Linked DNA regions of Mus musculus: region 2 is linked to region 1. The links are chromatin contacts, called in public Hi-C maps. All regions are on one chromosome and are shown on one strand. Each heading gives the region's core, a stretch centred on a gene start, on an enhancer-like site or on the middle of the called end of the contact. The rest is flanking DNA. Distances are from core to core; before and after follow the strand shown. Region 1 has its middle 26 kb from the start of Gm35081. Region 2 has its middle 26 kb from the start of Odf1.

The links. Hi-C and Micro-C count contacts between places; a contact is called where the count stands out from the background.
Region 2: a contact with region 1 is called in a Hi-C map of the N1E-115 cell line, with 5 times the contacts expected there. The contact joins two enhancer-like sites. A contact is called at or near these places in 9 of 484 Hi-C or Micro-C datasets (the HL-1 cell line, the N1E-115 cell line, Sertoli cells and 6 more) and 2 of 115 datasets of contacts at active chromatin or transcription factors (both in embryonic stem cells).

The regions. Positions count from the first base shown.
Region 1 is chr15:38,168,188-38,172,100 of GRCm38.p6, forward strand. No RefSeq gene overlaps it. Among named protein-coding and RNA genes, the nearest start is that of Gm35081, 26 kb to the left of the region's middle. Within about 2 kb of position 1,659, at least 32 of the 459 cell types and tissues checked have an H3K27ac peak or open chromatin away from gene starts, as enhancers often do. A contact at or near this core is called in the N1E-115 cell line, where this site is marked.
Region 2 is chr15:38,242,873-38,246,785 of GRCm38.p6, forward strand. It overlaps the pseudogene Gm8705. Among named protein-coding and RNA genes, the nearest start is that of Odf1, 26 kb to the left of the region's middle. Within about 2 kb of position 2,144, at least 221 of the 459 cell types and tissues checked have an H3K27ac peak or open chromatin away from gene starts, as enhancers often do. A contact at or near this core is called in the N1E-115 cell line, where this site is marked.

The DNA.
Region 1 (3,913 bases), core at 409-2,908:
ATCCCATGGAACTGGAGTTAACGGTTGGGTTCTCTGAATGAGGCTAGCAGGAATCACAGAGCCACCCATCAAGGCCCTGTTTGTTGCTGTGTGTTTGTTAATTTTTATTTTATTATTTGATATGTGTTGGTATTTTGACTGCATGTGTGTCTGTGTACCGTTTGCACAGCTGGTGCCCATGAGGCCCAGAGGATGCTGTTGGGTTCCTGGGAACTGGAGCTTCATAGGCTGCAAGTTCCCATGACTGGGTCATCCCTCCAGCCTCACCCTCTCTCCCATTTATTTTGTTTTTCTGGGGGTGGGGAGTGTGTGTTATTTTGTTTTGAGCCAACGTCTCACTCTCTAGCCCTGGCTACCTGGAACATACTATGTAGGCCAGACTAGCTCAAGCCTGGGGCAATCCTCTGCCTTGACCTTCTGAATGCTGGAATTACAAGCTGTACTGTACTAAGCAGGCTGCTTGCATTTATTTTCTGAAGCATAAATTCCTGCTTCCTATCCCCAGAGATTTAGATCCAGTCTGTCCAGGGAGGAACCTGTTGTTTAATAAAGTGAGATGGGGCTCGGTGTCTAGCTTGGGGATAGAGCCCTGGAAACAGCCCTGAAAAACCATCATGCCCAGTAATACATGCTTATGATAAAAGTGAATTTAAACAATGCAAAGGTTTTACACATGCACACACATGTCCACATGCATGTGTGGGCACACACATCTGTGACTTTTTTTTTTTTTTGCAAACGAGTGTGTGAACTGCCTATTCTTGCTTTTGTTCCTTTCTCCTATTAGGTTAATCAACTTGTGACATCTTTTTTTTATTCCATTTTTTACAGACAGGATTTCATATAGCACGGAGTAGCCTTGAGCTCCTGATCCTCCTGCCTCTGCCTTCCAAGGGTTAAGGTTACAGGTGTATGTCTCTTTAATTTATATATATATATATATATATATATATTTGCCATGACCAATGCCAGACAAATGACTCTGAGTAGAAAAGGTTGTATTTTAGTTTGTCCATCATGATGGGGAGGAATCCATCTTTCGACAGAGCAGAGCTCGCTCCCCAGCAGTCAGAAAGCCAAAAGAAAACTTCCGCACCCACAGGCTCTCTGCTTTGCTTTGCTTCCTTTGGGGCCAGCCTACGGGCTGTGCTCCACACATTCAGGGTGGACTATCACCCTGTAGCTAACCTTCAGTGGAAACGTTCCAGACACCCAGAAACGTGCTTTACGCACCCCAGGCATTTCTCAGTCCAATGAAGTTGATAATTCAGATTAACCATAATGCTTTGTCAAGTTCACACCCAAACATCTCTCCCTGAACCATAATGATCCTGGCCCTGAGAATTCCATGTCCTTCCCATAATGCATTCCGTACATCTCCAAGAGTTCTCATAGTCCTAATGGTTCCAGTAACGGTCCAAGTCTCCTCTGGGACTCAGGGCAAATTCTTAGCTGTGAGCCCTGTAACATCAAAACCAAACTACACATTCTCAAGACACAGTGGCACAAAGTAAACTTGTCATCCCAAAATGGAGAGAAAGGAAAGGAAAGGAAAGTGGAGCTGAAGCAAGCCCGCAGGGCAGACGCTAATCCTACGGCTATGCGCCTGGTGCCCTGTTTATGTGGTGCTGAGAAGGGACCCCAGCAGAGTCAACAGCTGGCCTCTGCGTCTGGACAGGCTCAATCCACACGGCCTGCCTGCCACAGACTGCCTCTGTTTGCTGTCTGTGGCTTGTGGTGACAGACTTTCTCACACTCTTGGCCTTTTCAACATCCTGGGGCTTCACCCTTACAGCTTCACACGTCGTTCCTGGGAGCTGTCTTTAAAGACTCACACGTGGTCATGTACAGTCTGCATTCCCAGGCCTTCTTTTGCAATCAGTGTGGAAGTCTCCATGATCCGATAGCTCTTACATTCTGTGGCTGAAAAACCAGCACCACACGAACAGCCCTAAAGCCTGCTACCAACTCCAGTGGTGGCCAGATCCCCCCCCCCCCTCCAGCCCCCAGACCATTGTTGCAATGGCCCAAGTGTCTGGGTTGGTGAACAGGGAGAAGTATTTTTCCTGTGTAGCGCTATGTGAGCAGGCCACCCTAGAATTCTCCTTTCAAAGCAAAGCATTGACATTCCAGCTCTATGCACATAGCCTGGCCAGGTCTGAGAAACCATCAAGGCATCTCCTATCTCCCCAATGCAAAGGACTTCTCTTCTTCAATCTCAGCACACTTCTTTCCTCATAAGTCTTTCAGGTCTTTCTGCTCTGCCTGCCTTTTAAGAGAATCTCATGTCTCTGACTCAACACGGCCGGTGATCAGAAGACCACAACCCGGATGCCGGGTTGCCTTAAATTCTCCTCTGACAGATTGACTATCCCGTCAGTTTTCAACTCAGCCTCCCTAGTCCACCAACTCTAAACCCAATCTCCATGAAAGGCTCAAGATGGGATAAAAATGTGGCGAAGTTCTTGGCCATAATCTCATACCTACATCCTCTATGGAGTCTAATTCTCAATTTGACTTTCTACCTAAAAACTCATGAAGAACCATCTTCATTGTACACACTTCCATTGATAGTACGTTCTTCTGACTGAGCATCAAAACGTAGAGCTTTCTGAGGCTTCTCTCACCTCCTTTTCCAAAGGCTTCTGGATTTCTGCCACAAACTAGTTCTAAGGGCTTCTGATCCACAGAGCAGCCATAATGATCCCACATTGTGAAACACAAAAAAAAGGCACCCATTTTCTGTTAGTTTTTTTGTTACATTGGCAATTACTGGACAGAAACAACTTTAAGTTGTTTAAAGGGTGAGGGGTTATTTAAGCTCGTGGCTGTTTATCAGTTAAATATGGCTAATAATCTAGTTCTCATGGATTTCTAAGGGTTATCTGTATATTAAACAAAACATGCACTTGTGTGCTCTGATCATATGCATCGTCTCTCTGTGTCTCTCTGTCTCTGTCTGTCTGTCTGTCTTCCCCCCACACTTTATATATAGATGAGTGTGTGTGTATGTGTGTGTGTGTGTATGTGTGTGTGTGTGTGTGTGTGTGTGTGTGTGTGTATTCTATGTTGGGAATGAAACTGCCAACATCCCCAGACTCTGAATACCTTTAAAATGTTTTCCAGGTAACTCTAAGACTTACAGGTTAAAGAATCATTACGGGCTGGAGAGAGGACTCAGTGATTAAGAGCACTGACTGCTCTTCCAAAAGTCCTGAGTTCAAATCCCAGCAACCACATGGTGGCTCACAACCATCCATAACAAGATCTGATGCCCTCTTCTGGAATGTCTGAAGACAGCTACAGTATACTTACATATAATAAATAAATAAATCTTTAAAAAAAAACACTACTAGGGAAATCTATATTAATCAGATTCAACATATCCTATATGTAAACCTTCAGTTGTGGATACAGACAACAGCAGCCTACCGTATGTGGTCTAAGGTTAACAATAAAATCTGTCCAAACTCATCTTTGTTATTGTACTGCCTGCCTGCCTTATTTAACAATAGTTTAATGAGCAGTGTATCTGTCTTTGAAGGGCAAGGCAAGGAGCCTGCTACCAGGTGCATCCTCAGCACACTGAAGTCATCATGCACTGGCTGGTGCTCTCTACCCCACCGTTCCCTGGCTCAGAGATAGAATAGACTAAAATAAACACAAAGCTAGGTTACCTTGGCAGAGTGTCTGCCACAGGACCCGTGGCCTTGTTATCAGCAACAATCAAAATCTGATTATCTTGAGAGCAAACAGGGGTGGCCTCCATTTCCCCATCCCATCTTCCACAGCCCAGGATCTGAAGCCTGCTCACTTCCATATAGGAAAGACCATAGGGAAATATAGGAAAGCCTATGCTTAGCCTCAAAGAGGATTGTAGGAGGCAGTAGAGGGAACTAGAGGAGGGCAACAT
Region 2 (3,913 bases), core at 894-3,393, 75 kb after region 1:
TGGGATGCTCTCTGACCAATGCTCAGACTGGGCAGGAGGGGTGTGTGTGTGTGTATGTGTGTGTGTGTGTGTGTGTTTGTCCTAAAGTGGTAGGTTTCCCAAGTAGTCAGGAACTGGACAGATTCTTAGCATTGACCTAAAATAAAGCAGAGTGAAGAACCGTGTTGGCTCCTTCAGGTGGTCGGTCTGCCCGTCTGTCCTGATCACAAGTCAGGCCTGCTTGCATTTGAAACATAAGACATAGAGGACAGGAGGCTGCACTCTTTTTTTTTTTTTTTTTTTTTTTTAGATTCTTCTCCTGTTGTATTTTGCTCAAGATATTTTCCCCAAAATTAGTTGAGAATCATGATGTTGAGACCTCAAAAACAGGGTGACTGACCATAGAGGGGCAGGGAGAAAAGAGCTGTAACTTGCTCCTAGGGACTGGAGAAAATTTTAAAAATAAATAAAAAGAAAAAGGAAGGTTGGAGTCCATCAGTGCTAGTCATCCTCTCCTCCCCTTCACCCTCATCATCTTCACCTTCATCCTCAACTCCTTCATCGATATCTTCCAACCCTTCCTCTCATCATCATCACCTGCCTCTCCTTCTTCATCATCCCTATTAGGAACCAAATAGTCCTGCAAGGGATTTGGCCAAATGTCATCTTTGATGACCTCTGCTAGCTCGTCAGCACCTGCGTCAGGATGGTCAGTAAACCAGGTAAAGCAGCTCTCTGGCTCTTCGTGCTGCCTCTTCCTGCTGGCCTTACGCTGCATTCGACTTGAGCGCTTTGTCAAATCCTTTCCAGATTGCCATTTGATTTCGGTGGACTTTGAAGACGGACAAAGTCATTCAGATGAAATTCTTTGGAGAGAACCTTGTTTTCAGAGTAAGGATTTTCATCAAAATAAAAATCTATTCTGTAACCTGATTTAATGTCTTCAAATTCTGTCACTTCAACTCTGGTCAAATAATGCAGAGCCTCCTCGTCCTCCTCCTCGTCCTCCTCCTCGTCCTCCTCCTCGTCCTCCTCCTCGTCCTCCTCCTCGTCCTCCTCCTCGTCCTCCTCCCCAAGCGGTGCAGACACTTGTGGATGGTTGACGAATGTTGTTACCAAAAATTTGAGATTTTGGAGATCCATTCTGACCTCTTCTGAAAAAATGGTTGGCGGAGTTTGTTATATTTTTGTTCTACTTTCAACATTCCCTCGCTGGCTTGTTCATTAAGTCTGTCTATTTTATTTTGTACTTCATCAATACGTTCAGTTGCTTCTTGCTGTTCCTTTTCTCCTTTTGGCAGGCCGGGAGAGGCCGACTTGTCCTTCAGCTTCGGGGCAGCAGCCAGTATGGGTTTCTTGGGCTGAGGCAGGATCGCAGATTACTGCTTCAGGGCCATGGAGTGAGGGAGGTGGCCGGGAGGCAGAGGCCAGTCCCCCCCACCCCCACCCCACCCCCACCCCCACCCCACCCCCACCCCCGATGTTCACAGCAGGAAGAAACTCGCAGCACCCTTAATTCTGAGACTAACATCCTATTGACTTGTCAGGGTGGAGAGTTGGAGACTAGCGTAATCTTCAACAAGTACAAATAAATGCTGCTGTCGGCATTCCTACCGAGCCACAGTCATTTATTTCAAACCCAGTTGTGAGAGTGTGGCAGTAAGAACGATTTCAGCCATTTTCAGGGTACCTTTCTCTTGGGGTCGTATTAAGATTCTGGGGTCACAGTTAGGCAGCTCTGCCCAACCCGGGCAATGGAACTATATAATGGGTCACCACCATCCAGTGTCCTGCCAAGGTCAGGGAGACTCTTCAGGCCGGGCCCACTACCAGCTGCCCTGTGTCCACTCATTGACAGTCGTGTGCTATTTGTCAAGTTTCGAGCCCATGAGGTCGGATTGTTATGGTAACCCCTACCTGTTGCCGTCATCAAACTATATTTTCAGTGGCTTGAGAAATAATTCGTGTTCCTTGCTCATGCACAAACCCAGAGCAGGTCTTCCTAATTGTTGTCTTTCTGTGGTCCAGGTGCCTTTTAATCTTGTGACTCCTTCCTGGAGTCTCGAAATGCTTTATGCTCAGAAAGAGAAGCCTCTTGCTAGGCTCCCTGCCTAGGAAATGCCTTGGTTTGCTTCTCCCCTACCCTATTGGCAAGAACTACTCACGTGGTGCCCCAGGTTTGAGGAATTCTGGGAAATGTAGTTCCTGGCCGGGCCACTCTATAAACTGGAAAAGGAACCCCAGGAAATGTGGCTTTGTGTTTCAGTTTGCAATCTTTGCCACACCCTCGATGACTCAATTCTAGCTAGCAACCACAATTCCTGGTTCACTGGAAAACAGAGCCATTGAGACATCCTGTTATCTTTTCCCTGCCAAATCTGTCAAGCTGTGAGCCCACACTCTTTCTTCTCTCTTGCTAGTGCAATGGAATGTTACAGGCTCCTTCTTAATCCTCTGTTTTGATTGAAGATGTCAAAACTAAGCTTAGCGCTAAGCAAGCTAAGGAGCCCCTAAGAAGGATGCTAGACTGCTCTGCTGGGGAGCCCCTCTGGCCAGCACCCAGGGATCAGAGTTGTCTAAAAGTTGTGTGTGCACGAACGGGCATGGGTGTGTGTGTGCAGTTCCCTCCCCTCGTGTGTAGGCTGAGCCTCTTGATTTGCCTCTACTGAATGGAATACCCCAAATGTCATGGCTGGGTTATAAGAAGATTGGGCTGTGGTTGGTTCTGTAGCTCGGTAGTATTTTCCCAGCATGCACAAGTCCATACTCATCTCATAAAATAAATAAGGAATAAAAATTTTAAAGGCTGTGTTCCACTGAGCCCATCCGTTCCTTGCTCACTGTGAAGTCAGCCACCCCACCAAGAATTGCCCCATGGAGACACTCAATGGTGAGGAATTGACATCACCTCTACCCACCCATCAGTAGGGGCCACCAATGACAGCCACAGAGTGAGCTTGGGAGTAGATTCTCTTCAGGAGGATTTCTAGATGACCGCAGTCCACAAGACAACTTGACATTAGTTTTGGGAGGGAGTCTGGGACAGAAGCAGAGGCTAAAAGTACATGAATTACTTTTCTGTAATTCTGGTCCCAGGTTATCTCGTGCCTTCTTCTGGCCTCCCAGACCATTACACATAGGTGCTACACAGAAATGTATGCAGGCAAAACATCCACATACATAAAATAATAAACACTTTTTAAATAAAAAATAATAAATAATTCAAGGCCAGGCTCAGCTTGGCAGGGAATTCCAGGACAACCTGGGCTACATGAGATCTTGTCTCAAAGAGCAGGGGTGGGGTGGGGGTAGAGCTTATCTTCAAAACCAGTTATATTTTGAAATATTAGGAGTTTGGATTTGAATATGTGAGATGGGGTGAGGTATAATTCATTTCATAATCACACAAAACTAAGACTGTAAGCAACAGCCTAGGATAAAGCGGGGGACTAGCAGAAGAGAACTTGGTAAAACTCTGAGAGGGTGGGGCATAGTCAATGAAGCATTTGCCACTCAAGCAAAAGGACCTGAATTCCCCAGGACATTGTTGTTGTTTTTTGTTTGTTTGTTTGTTTCAAGCTGGAGCGGTGACACACATGTGGCTGAAAGACCAAGGAACCACGTCTGCCCATAGCCCTCATGCAAGGAGGACTCTGGTAGAAGTGGCTAGTGGCAATCTGAAACACTCCCTTGTCAGCACATCAGCAGGCCAAGGAAGCTTTCAGGGAATGCTCTGAGGGCCTGCACTGTAGGAGAATGGCGCTGCTTTCAAACAGCCCCATTTCCAACAGGCAAGAGTGCCTGAGAGTGCCTCCTTTCTACCAGGGGCCAGAGGGGTTAGGTAGTGTGTCTGCCAAGCAAGCCAGAACCATAGGATTCAAGCAAGGCCTTTTCTGCCCACCTATCACCCATCATCACCTTCTCCCTGCACATA